Linked DNA regions of Gossypium hirsutum: region 2 is linked to region 1. Evidence: chromatin contacts called from public Hi-C data. All regions are on one chromosome and are shown on one strand. Each heading gives the region's core, a stretch centred on a gene start, on an enhancer-like site or on the middle of the called end of the contact. The rest is flanking DNA. Distances are from core to core; before and after follow the strand shown.

Region 1 (6,247 bases), core at 1,912-4,411:
CATACAGGTCTACTTTTATAGAGCAATAGGACTTACCTTGGCACAGAGAAATCACCGATAAAATCTAGGGTCTTAGATCCAACTTAAAGAAATATTGTCGTTCCTTTTAACTTTTGATCTAAATAGTTTTTTTAAGAGAGAAAAAGAGAACTCTCTTTATTCAAACTTGAAGACTTATTAATATAATCTAAGTTTTCATTGGAACTTGAAAAATGTCACAGCACTATTGAACTGTCTTATCAAAGTCTACTACTTCCAAAAAACCTAATTGAGTATTTCCCCTTATCTTTCGACTATCCTAGTTCATGTTCAGTTAATTCCTAACCAAACTTCCTTATAACTTAACTGGTAGGGGACCACAGTTACGGGGTCACTATACCATTAGTGTGACACATATTAAAAAGAATTCATCTTACTTAGCCACAATTCCCATTCCTTTAACCTTAGTAGCCTAACATGGAAACTTTTATTCTCTTGTACTCATTTTGGGGTTTACCCACACCATGCGCCAAAATGTATTTAGGCAAATGCCACTCTGCCAATTATACTCCTATAAGACTGCACGCCAAGTCTTGTGTCCGCCAGGACTGAAACGTTTATATGCCTTACTTTCATAAATAGTATTCGTACATTTGAACTTCGTCGGGCGGGATGTTACATGATAACCTAATAAATTGGGCGTACAATACCTTTGGCGATAACCCAATTCACCCAAAAATCCTTCTAACCAGTCTCTTCTTCTTTACAACTCAACACATTCAAAGAACAGTCTTTGCATAATACTCTAACGTCAACCATGTGCCCGACCTATACACCAAAAGCATCAATTGGGTGGATAGGACTTCTCCACTCAAACTACTTTCGGGTTACTCACCAAAATTGGCTGTTACAAGAAATTTCAACGAATGACCATGGATCAGTGGCTCTAATACCATGTAAGAAAACTAAAAAAACTAAAGAACTAGAATAGATAAATAATAACAGAGAGATGTATAAGAGTGAAGAGAAAATATTGAGAGAAAACTCAATTCCCATAAAATAAGGTCATGATTTACATTAGAATATATACATTGATAGATGAGCAATTATGCAACTACTATCAACCCCTATAACAACTTATCAACTTTAACATACCAATAATTTGAGCAACAGTTCAATCAAATGTGCTCATTACTCACGTGCTCGTTCTTATTATATTCCAACAAAACTTTTTCCATTATATAGATACACATATAAACCAATTTCATTTGGTAAAGTTCCTTATTTGATAGTGAATAATAATATACATTGCAAAATATTATTTGAGAATCAGGGTTACCTAAACAATTATTTTCAAAATCAATATAATTAACTTACAATATCATATATTTATTATAAAATTATTTAACTCAAATGATTTTGAATAGAAATTTAATTTTATATCATTTTTATGTGAATAACTAACAAATATAGTTTTCAGTAAAAAAGTATAATTAAAAATATTAATTTACAATACTTAAAATATGATAAATTAATAATTTATATTGAAATATAAATATTTATTTTTTATATAGATATATAAATATATCATTTATAAAATAAATCCGAACTCAAAATTGAATCCAATATAAAATTTGAGTCCATAATGGCCCAATCCCATCTAATCCGATTGCAATTACTTGTGTGAGCCAAATCTCAACTTATTTGCGAGATAATAATAATAATAATGATAATGATGATGATATGATGATGAGTGATTGTGAAGCCTACTTACTCAACCACGTCAGCTGATTGTCATGTTCACCTATTAAAAGTCGCATCTCCAAAGGAAAAAGGAAGGAAAAATAAAATAGGTTTAAGGATGTAAGAAGCTCTTAATTTTTTTTCTAAAAAAGTAATTAAGCCATTGCTTTTATTTTTGCACTCAATTGGGTAATTGAATTTTCAAAATGTATCAAAAATGCTCTCAAATTAAAAAAAAATTAAGCCCCTTTTTTTTCACTCAATTGGGTACTTAAACTTTCAAAATGTATAAAAAAAAGCCCTTAAAATTCAAAAAAAAGCAATTAAGCTCATTTTTTTGCACTTAATTAGGTATTTGATTTGTCAAAATGCATCAAAAAGGTCTTTTGACTGTTAACTTTAACAGTTGACCGTTAAAGTTAACTGCCATTAATTTTTTCCAGTTAAAGTCACCCCGTGTCAGAACCACGATGTGACATGTGGCAAAAAATAAAAAATAAAAAATATAAAGTATATTAAAATTTTTTTAAAATTAGAAAAATTATAAAAATTGTAAAATTTTATAAAAATCATAAAAAAATATAAAATGTATAAAAAAACCCTTTAACCATTAATTTTAATCGTTGACTGTTAAAGTTAACGACCCCAGTCTTTTTCCAGTTGCAACACAGCATGACATGTGGTGAAAAAGATAAAAATAAAAATCAATAAAATTTATAGAAAATTATAAAATGCTTCTTTTAGTACGATAATTTTTATAATTTTTTTACAAATTTTATATTTTTTATAATTTTCTTACCATTGTATAAAAGTTTATAATTTTTTAAATATATGTCTATTCATTTTATAAAATCTTAAAATTTTTTATAATTTTTTTACGATTTTTATAATTTATTTTTTCTAATTTTTAATAAAAAATAATTTTTATGTTTTTTACTTAATATTAATAATTTTTATAACTTTTATTTATTTTTTATTTTTATCATTTTTTATCACATGTCACACTTGTGGTATATGGTAGTTTTAATTGAAAACAATTAAGTGTGGTTAACTAACATTTAACGCCTAAGTTAGCTGTTAGATTGATTGAAGGACATGATGATTATGCTATTGATACTTTAAAGATTTAACTAAGATTTTTTAGAATTTAAGGGTTAATTTACAATTTGAACTATAGTTTTCAGGCGTGTGCCGTAATTATTTTTTCAAAATTTTCTCATAAGGTAAACCGACAGCAAGCGGTTACCCGGTGAGTAGTAGCCGGTTGATAGGACAGACAAGAATACAGGATATAGGGCTGTCCTTCTGACCCGTCTCGTGACTCGAGAGCACGCTAACCGACAGCTGTGTTTCCCTTTTAGGCGGCGTCAAACCATGGCAAGCTAACACGTGTATACAATTATTTTTTAATATTTTGATTGGACAGTTTTCCTGCTTCCCTCTTTGGCCTTTTCAATGAGAACATTAAAACCCCGTTTTGCCCTCGCTGTGCTGTGCTGTGCTGTGCTGTTCTGTTCTATTTTGTTTTTTATTTTAAATAAATGAAATAATTCAATTATTATATATAAAATAACTTTTCTTGGAATTGTGGAAGCAAAGGCCGGGCGGGGGGGAGTGGGTCCCAAATTTATGTGGGTAAGACGCAAGAGTCAGGTTAAGCTTACCAGTTGACCAGTAATCCCGTGCCATGTCATCATCATTTCAGTCTTTTTTACTAATGATTTATTATTCAAAAATATTTTATTTTCTTTAATTAAACCTTTCTTATTTAATATTATCGCAATTTTTAATAATTTAGCTTCGTTTTTTAGTTCAACTTAATTCTAAATTTTTTGAAAAAGCAAAATTATTTTTTAACCGAAAATGTTAATTAAAATATTAAATTATTAATAATATTAGGGTGATAATCCGTTAATCTACACGTATTTTATGCTGACACGACATCATTTATTATATATTTCATATTAGTAAATAATTTAAAAATTATATTCTTAAAATAAAAAAGTTATTCAAATAATTTATTAAAATTAAAAAAGTTAATAATATTAATTATCATGTAAATTACTATGTTTAAAAACTTAACATTTTAATTAATTTTTCATTAAAATGATAATGATTTAACTTTTTTAAAAAAATTAATAATTAAGTTTCACTCTTTTCAAAAAGTTAAGAATTAAACTTAATTAAAATAAACCACTTTAATAAAAAATTAAACATTAAGAAATAAAATTTTCAGTATAACTTTAATATTTAACTCTTAATCTTCATGTAAATTCTTCTTTCCAACAAAATACGATAAAAAGAAAATTATTCCATACAATTGGTGCTTAAAAGAAAAATGTACCAATTGGTAGATTGTTTAGATTTTATAAATAAGGTGTAACTTGTCCCCATAAATATAGTTAAAATAATTTAAAGGTTAAATATATAAAAATTTGGAAATATTTTTAAAAAATATTATAGGTTGTGTGTAAAATAATTATTTATACGACAATTTAAAGTTAAAAATATGTTTAAATATAAATTTAAAAATAAGGTATATCTAATAGAAATGAAGTGTAAATTTTAATTAAGAAAAATATGATGAAATTCAAAAGTTGTCTCTTTTTTTTGTTATTTTAGGCCATCAATTTTTTTTAAAATTAATTGCAAAATAAATTTTCTACGACTTCCATATGCATGCTTTGAATGATTTTCAAATTCAATTGTATTATCGAGGACAAGCTTTTACAGTTTTAAAGGTATTAGAACTATTTTCTTTAGTTTTTATTTTTGCCGATTTTAAGAAATAACTAAGAAGATGAGAGATTGTTTAGGATATCAACCCGTAGAAATTTTATCATACACGTATATATATATATATGTAAGAATTATGATTTTTTAATATAGATATATATCTAAAAATAATATGCAATAAATAACTTTGATTCAATGGTAAATTTAATGTTTTATCAATAAAATTGATGTGGGTTCAAATTTTACTATATGCATATTTTATTGATTTTTGTTAAAATAAAAAGATTAATACTCTCGAATAATATGACTTTAATTACGGAGGATATTTTTGTAATTTCTTAACTGAGTTGGTGTCTACTTGACTCGTGACACCAACTCAGTCAAGGATTTTAGTAATAGTATAGATATACAATTGAATGATATAATAAATTGTGAATATTAAAATAAAAATGTATAATTAAAATAAAACTTTTGTTGAGTGATAAATTTAAATTTTTATTAATGTAATTAGTGCAGGTTCAATTCCTGCCTTATGCAAATTTTTATTAATTTTTGTTAATTTTTGTTAAAATCAAAATACTAAAATACCCTCAAATAATATGACTTACTTTAATTATAGGAGGATATATTTGTAATTTCCCTAATAGAGCTGATGTTTGGTTGGCTTATGACACTAACTCGGTTAATTTTTTTTAATAGTAAGTATATATAGATATACAATTGGTGGGAGATAATATAATGTGCATATTAAAATAAGAGTGTATAAAATAAATTAAAATGAAGTTATGGTTAAGTGGTAAATTTAAAATTTTCCTAATGCAATTGTTTCGGGCTCAAATTCTCCTATGCAAAATTTTGTTGTTTTTTTTTAAATGAAAAAATTAAATTTGTTGTTTTGTTTTAAATGAAAAAACTAAAATACCCTCAAATAATATGACTTACTTTAATTACGAAATGATATTTCCTAATTGGGTTGGTGCTCGGTTGACTTGTGGCACCAACTTAGTCAATGTTTTTATTAATAGTATAGATATGAATATATAACTGATGAAGATAATAATTTGTGCATATAAAATATATAAAAATGAAGCTTTGGTAAATTTAGGATAATTTAATATTTTATCAATCCATCTGGTGTGGGTTTAAATCTCACCATATGCATATTTTTTATTTTGATTGCTTTTTGTTCAAATAAAAAGACTAAAGTACCCTTAAATAATATATCTTAGTTTAACTACGGAATGTCATTATCGTAATTTTTCTAACCGAGTTGGTGCCTGGCTGAATTGTGGCACCAATTCTGCCAAGGGCTTAAATGATAGTATAAATAATACATGAAATTTGTACAATATTAAAATAAAAAATTAGATTAAATTATGAGTATAACGACATTTAAACACATAAATACATCAGATAAATAATACTAAATGAAATATATTTATTTGTTATAGTTTTGTCATCAATTGTGAGTAATTGTCTTGCTTAGTGAACAACATTAGAAAAACATTAAAATAAAGTTTTGATTGAGTAGTAAATTTAAGATTTTACCAATTCAATTGGCACGTGCTTGAATCCTAACATGTGCATTTTTTTTATTAAAATGGAAAGACTAAAATATCCTAAAATAATATGACTTATTTTAATTATGGAAGAATACTTGTATATTGTCTTAACTGAGTTAGCATCCAGGTAACCCGTGAAACCAACTCAATCAGAGGATTTATTAATAGTATAGATATACAATTGATGAAAATAGTAAATTGTGAATATTTAAATAAACATATATAAA
Region 2 (6,247 bases), core at 1,402-3,901, 34 kb before region 1:
TGAGTTGAGTAAATAGAGAAGGAACCATTTAAACAGTTACCTCTATACTTCCTGGTTTCCAATGCTACACAAAGGAACTTTCCTCCTTTTTTATCATTTGGGACCATTAATGTGCCCTATTTCTCCTCATCTTCTTAACTGAATTTGTTCTCTCTTTATCTTACTGGAAAATAATATATATACCAACTTCACCAGGCTTTCTTCAATTGGAATTTGGAACCATTTTGTTTGCATATCATAATAATTATGACCCAAAATTTGGTACACCCCATTTAGACCTCAATCACAAAAATCTGATAAGTTTGTGAATTAAAAAATATATATATATAAATATAGCAGAAAACCATCTCATCAGCTCACTGGATGGCATTGGCAACAGCTGCAAAGATGCATATGATTGGTTCCCTATCTCCAACATCAACTTTTTCAGCTCTTTAGCTCTTTGTTTAATTTTTTTTATATGATTTTACATAATGTTATTAGATTAATCAGAACATTTTATGCTCAAAACCATAAACAAGGAACACCACATCAGAAAAGGAAAGAAAAGGACAAATGAATGAATGCATGAATGAAGCACCAAAGAAAGGTGAAATTAGAAAAGCAAAAAATGCAAGGCATATGCCATATGAGCTGAAGTATCCTTGAAACATCTCAATCCTGAATTTTAGGTCATTTTCAGTCAAAACCCAGAAGAAAATAAAGGAAAACAAGTCCATAAACAAACAAACCACCAACAGTGCAATTGGAAATTTCCATCAAGTTAGATCAAATTTCAAGGTGCCTTCCGATTTAAACCAATGTTGATTCAAAACAATCAACAATGCAATGCAATCATCATTCTTCTTCTTTTACTTTTATTGGAAGCAAAAATGATATGAAGAAAGTTTTTTAAATTGGTACATTAAATTGATTCACAGCTACGGCATGAAAAATCCTCTATTGTCACCGAATTTATTGCTTAAATTCTATGCATCTACCACATTTATTATTTTACCCATACATCAAAGATGCAAGACTTCCAAAATCTACCCAGTTCTTTTAATTAAAAATTAATACATTGTAATGTTGAAAAAGAAAAACACAAAATACAAAATCAGAGCTAACAAAAACAAAGCACATATATGTTTTGAATGAAGATTCAACCCAAGAAAATGAGACAAATTTGAAGAACAAAAGCAAGATGTCAAGAACCCTAAATCTAGATCTGATAATAGCATCATCATTATCATTGAATGATACAATGAAGACCCATTTGTTCATTTTGATCCTTGTTTCATATTTTTACTTTTTTCTTTCTAAAATAACAAACAAAAGAAAGCAAAAAAAAAAAAGCAGTAAATGGATGGTTTTAATCCATTTGTGAGGGATATTATACAAAGAAAGATCCGTAACACCACAAACCCTAAATCATCATCATATTTCTAGCAACAAAGATATCATCATTTGATAAAAATCAAAGGGATTCAATTTCATACGCATAGGGAGATTAAGACCATTTCATCTTAACCATGTCTCATATTTTTTTTCCGCTTAAAAAAAGCTAACATTTTTTAAAAAAGAAAAAGAGATCCAATAATCGATCATCATCATTCATCACCGGCATCGCGATCAAAGACATAAAGCAGTACACTGGAGATCTTCCATCTTCATCCAAGGGTGGAAAATTGAGATCGAAAGGCAAAGTTTTCCGACAAGAAGACAACGCGATATCCCCATCATCAACCACCGACGATGATGAATCACAGTCACTATGACAATCCTCTGGCTCTACTGGCGGCGGCCTCGGATAGTACTTCCTAGTCGAAACCACCGCGAAGTCCGCCGACTTTTGCGGTGGTTGGGCCGGTCTGGGTCCACTAAACGACTCCACCGTGCTACTCATGCTACTCCTCGTGGGTCTCTGTGGATTCACTTCGGGGTCATGAAATTCGCCCATCGGATATAACCGGCGTTGGTCGATGAACCCTTCGTTGTGGTGATGATTGGTTTCGAAAGGAAAAGCCGGGATATTTGAAGAATTTATGGGGAAATTTGTTTTAGCTTTGGGTCCACGGAGCGTCCTCGCCGCCGTATCGTAGGCTCGAGCGGCTTCTTCGGCCGAGTCGAACGTCCCTAACCAGACCCTGGTCTTCTTCCAAGGGTCTCGAATCTCGGCCGCGAATCTGCCCCATGGCCTTTTTCTAACACCTCTGTATCTCGGCTCTTTAATAGATCCGCTGGGTTGCAGTGCCGGTCTCCTAGCTACGGCGTTTGCAGCTGCGGCACCTCTCCCTCTCCTCATGGAAAAAAAATATTTAAAAGATTAAAAGAATAGTAACAATCTATATAACAATCAAAAGGGGTTGATGAAAAGATCACGATGAACCAAAAAAGAAGGGAAGTGAGGAAATAATCAAGCCAACCAAAACGAACTTACCTATGAATCTAAGAAAAAAACAGAACAGAAAAGATTGAAGATAAAGGGAAGATAAAGCAAGAAGACAAAGGAAAGAGGAAGGAAAGAAGGAAGATGGAAATGGGCAGGAAAGGGAAACAAGGGAGGAGGAGGAAGAAGAAGATTGGTGGGCTAAGAACTGGATGGCACCAGAAGAGAGGCCCTTCTCTTCTACACACAACCAAACAAAATTATGATATTATTAATTTTCTTTTTTTTGGGAATAGAGTGAATATTTTATGGCTAAAATGGGTTTTCCTCCTTTTTCTCGATTGTCTTGCCCCCACATACCGACTCGCTTCTTTTTTCTTTTAATGTGATAAATGAAATGACATAGAAGCCCTTGGTCTTTTTTAATTAATTTTGTCAGTAATCCATCTTTCTTTTTTTCCATGGCACCCCAAGGGTTTTATCGAGTTTTGAGTCTTTTGACCAACTTTGGTACCATTGCGTGGCATAGGAGTTTTCAAATGAGGGCCACTTATTCTTTAAAAAAGAGGAACTAAAAATCTTGGGTTAAGAGAAGGTTTTGATTTCATCTCCTCCTTCCACCCATTTTGCAGCTTTTTCCCGCCAATTTCTCTGCATTTCCTTTTATCCTACTCCATTCTTTATTTTATAATTTCTTTGGTTCATTGTTTTTTTAACACCAATTGTGATTAAAGATACTGCCCATTTAAACTCACCCTAAAATATCAAGAAAAGGGAGAAGGATAAAAGCAAGGTAACGTTGAAATGTGGATTCAAGGGGACCAAAAAGGCATTATATAAAATTATGAATGTGATGATGGAATTGGAAATATTGAGTCCAATATGTTGCTTTTCTGAATGACCTGCCATAATTATTCTTCAACATTGTGCACAACTTCTAATCCTCAATATTAAATTAATAATCTTCATTGAATTTTAATTTTAATTTTTCATCTTGTAATTTCGTATGTGTAATAATATGAGTTGTTTATTTAATTTAATGTTTGTAACTATCCACATAGTAATTTTTAACTACAAATTAAAAAAAATGTTAAATATTAATCTTTTTTAAAAAAACTTATTCATATATTTTATTTTTTTACCTAAGACCTCCAATGACAAAAAATTCCAAAACACGTCGAAAGATTCATCAAAGCGCAACTTATTTTAAACTTTGATTTTGATCCCTTTCTCAACCCAATTCAAAAACCATATATTATTTTTCTTAATTTTCGATATAAAAACAGTTAATGCTTGGTAAACCCCTACAATGCCCAATCTCTTACAAGAACAATAATAAATAATAAATTTTATGTAACTAGATGTATTTTTCTAATGTTTTGAGATAATAATTGATTTATTAACCTATTTTAGAATCTATAAATATAAATGTAATTATAAAAATATATCTGAACAATTACAATATAAAATCGAATCAAGACTTAAAATCTTTATTCATGTCTTGGCTAAAATCCTTGATATTTATTTGTGAAACCCTATAGTTATCGGTATAACTACCGTCCATCATGGCTCACCTGCCCCATTTCAACATCTTAGCTAAATTTTAAATGATTTTATTTTTGGTTTATTATAGTCCAAGCTTCATTTGAGAAGACTTTCCTTTTGTTTCCTAATTAAAGTTGCTATGTATTGCATTACGTGAGAAAATATGCTTTTTAAAATATAAATAAAAATTTAGAAAATACGCAAACATCGTATCAACAGTGTTGGTCAAAGTTGAAATTTAAGTATAAGGGAATATAATTTAGGATGTTGTTTATGTCCTTAAGCACAAGGGATCCTATGACTAGATTTATAGTTAAGGTGGGGGTAAAAACGGGATTTTAATCTTTATGTGGATTTTGTGTAAAAGAGCAACCAACCCAAGTCTTAATTACTATAGGTTTTAATTAAGGAGAGTTGCTCATCAACTCTAATACCTTCTTTACCTATTCATCTTTCTTTTCCTTCAAATTCAATTTCACTTTATCATTATATATACGAATTTTATAAGGAAATTCTAAATACTTATTAAAGAAATTAGAAAATAAAAACTTTAAAATTTTAATATACATGTTTAGAACATTTGTACCTCCAGATTTATCCCATAAAAATAAAATAAAAATTAAAAATTTTGAGAACTTATTTTGAAATTATAAAAATATTTTTTTTTAAATCATGTTCTTAATGAACTTGGACAAAAAATGTTTAGGTATGAAACAACTTGAATGCCCATTTTTTTGAGAATAATGTAAATCTTTTAACTATTTTTTAAACTACTTTCTAGAATCTTTATAATTTTCTATAAATATATTTTATAAACATTTTCAATTTTTAAATATTTTATATTTAAAAATTATGTGATTACATGACATTTTAAGAGAATCTCATGCAACGATGTTTAAAAATTATATTATTTTACAGAATTAAAGATTACAAGTTAATATAAAAAAATATAAATATTAAATTGAGAAAAATTATTAAATTTAAAAATTAATTTTTACTTTATTTTTTTAAAATATTTTTTATTGCCTTTCTAATTAAAATATAATAGCAAAACACTTTCTTTTTTTTTTTTGCCCCTCATGGATCAACCTTAAAATTTTAGGTGTGCAGAATTTTTTTTCTCCTTATCGAAGAAAAAATATTTGTCTATGTGACAGATTTTGTTCTAGTCTTTTATTTTATGGAGCTTTGTAAGGTGTTTTATCCTGTGGGATGCGTGGATTAATTATGCGTATTAATTTTATTTTTAAAAAATTTTGTACATTTTCTCAAATAATATAAACTAAAATATTGTATATTATTCAACCTATGAATTACACCAATCAATTGAATTTTTTTGATAAATCTTTTGTTGTTCATTTTAAGCTTTTCAACATTTTTTCATTAATTTTAATATGATCATTATACACTATCTTTTACATCTTTGATTTATAATTCTTTATTCTGTTTCATCATCTTTACATGAATCCTATTTATAGACCTTCATGGATGCATAAAATGAACGGAAGAAGGGTGGGCTTTGAATACTGACTCTATTTTATATAAATTATCCCTTAATTGTTGTGATTTATTTCCCATAATTCTTTACCTTAATTTTTGTAATCAATTTTTTTTTTTGAAAAGAAACATAACAAAATTAAATTACATGAAATATTCGAGATATACAAAAATTTCTCTCTTAATCTGATTTAAGGAAATCTAACACGGCTCAACCAGTTGTAAATCCTCCTTCCTTTCAAAGGCCAATTTGGCAAGATAGTCAACACATTGATTCTCCTCCCTAGGGATATATCTTAAAGTCCAATGACTTTCTTGGGACAAAATACGGTGTATTCTTCTAATCAGAGCAGAGTTTGAAATCTTCGAAACATTGCCATGAAAAGCTTTGACTACCTCCAAGCTATCTGAGTGAATAACCACATTGCTATGACCTTTACGTTGGATGAGTTTTAAGCCATCCAGAATGCCCCAAAGTTCTGCATCAAATATCAAACAATTCCTTAGGAATCTGTTATAACCAATCACCCAATCACCAGTACCATCTCATACCACTCCTCCAGCAGCTGCTCTTCCTGATGTTACTTGAACAGCACCATCGGTATTAAGAAAGGTCTAATCCCTGGGTAAAAGCTCCTCATGAGGTAGAATTGTGTTATCAATCAAAACATCTCTAGGAGCCAAAGAAGATTGTTTGGCCCAACACATGGAAACTTTAATGATCTTGCTAGAGCTCCAAGATTTCTTTTGAAAGATGAAAAGATTTCGATTCTTCCATAAACGCCAAGCTAATAATCCGAAAAGGCAAGCCCAACTGATTTCCCCATCATGAAGCAT

The links. Hi-C and Micro-C count contacts between places; a contact is called where the count stands out from the background.
Region 2: a Hi-C map of leaf shows a contact between it and region 1, with 1.5 times the contacts expected there. The contact joins two enhancer-like sites. A contact is called at or near these places in 20 of 34 Hi-C or Micro-C datasets (anther, callus, cotyledon and 6 more).

Annotation. Positions count from the first base shown.
Region 1 is chrD01:10,970,890-10,977,136 of Gossypium_hirsutum_v2.1, reverse strand. No RefSeq gene overlaps it. Among protein-coding and RNA genes, the nearest start is that of LOC107921869, 8.5 kb to the right of the region's middle. Within about 2 kb of position 3,161, at least 3 of the 9 cell types and tissues checked have an H3K27ac peak or open chromatin away from gene starts, as enhancers often do. A contact at or near this core is called in hypocotyl and leaf, where this site is marked.
Region 2 is chrD01:11,004,530-11,010,776 of Gossypium_hirsutum_v2.1, reverse strand. It overlaps the pseudogene LOC107922514. Among protein-coding and RNA genes, the nearest start is that of LOC107921139, 7.9 kb to the left of the region's middle. Within about 2 kb of position 2,651, at least 9 of the 9 cell types and tissues checked have an H3K27ac peak or open chromatin away from gene starts, as enhancers often do. A contact at or near this core is called in hypocotyl and leaf, where this site is marked.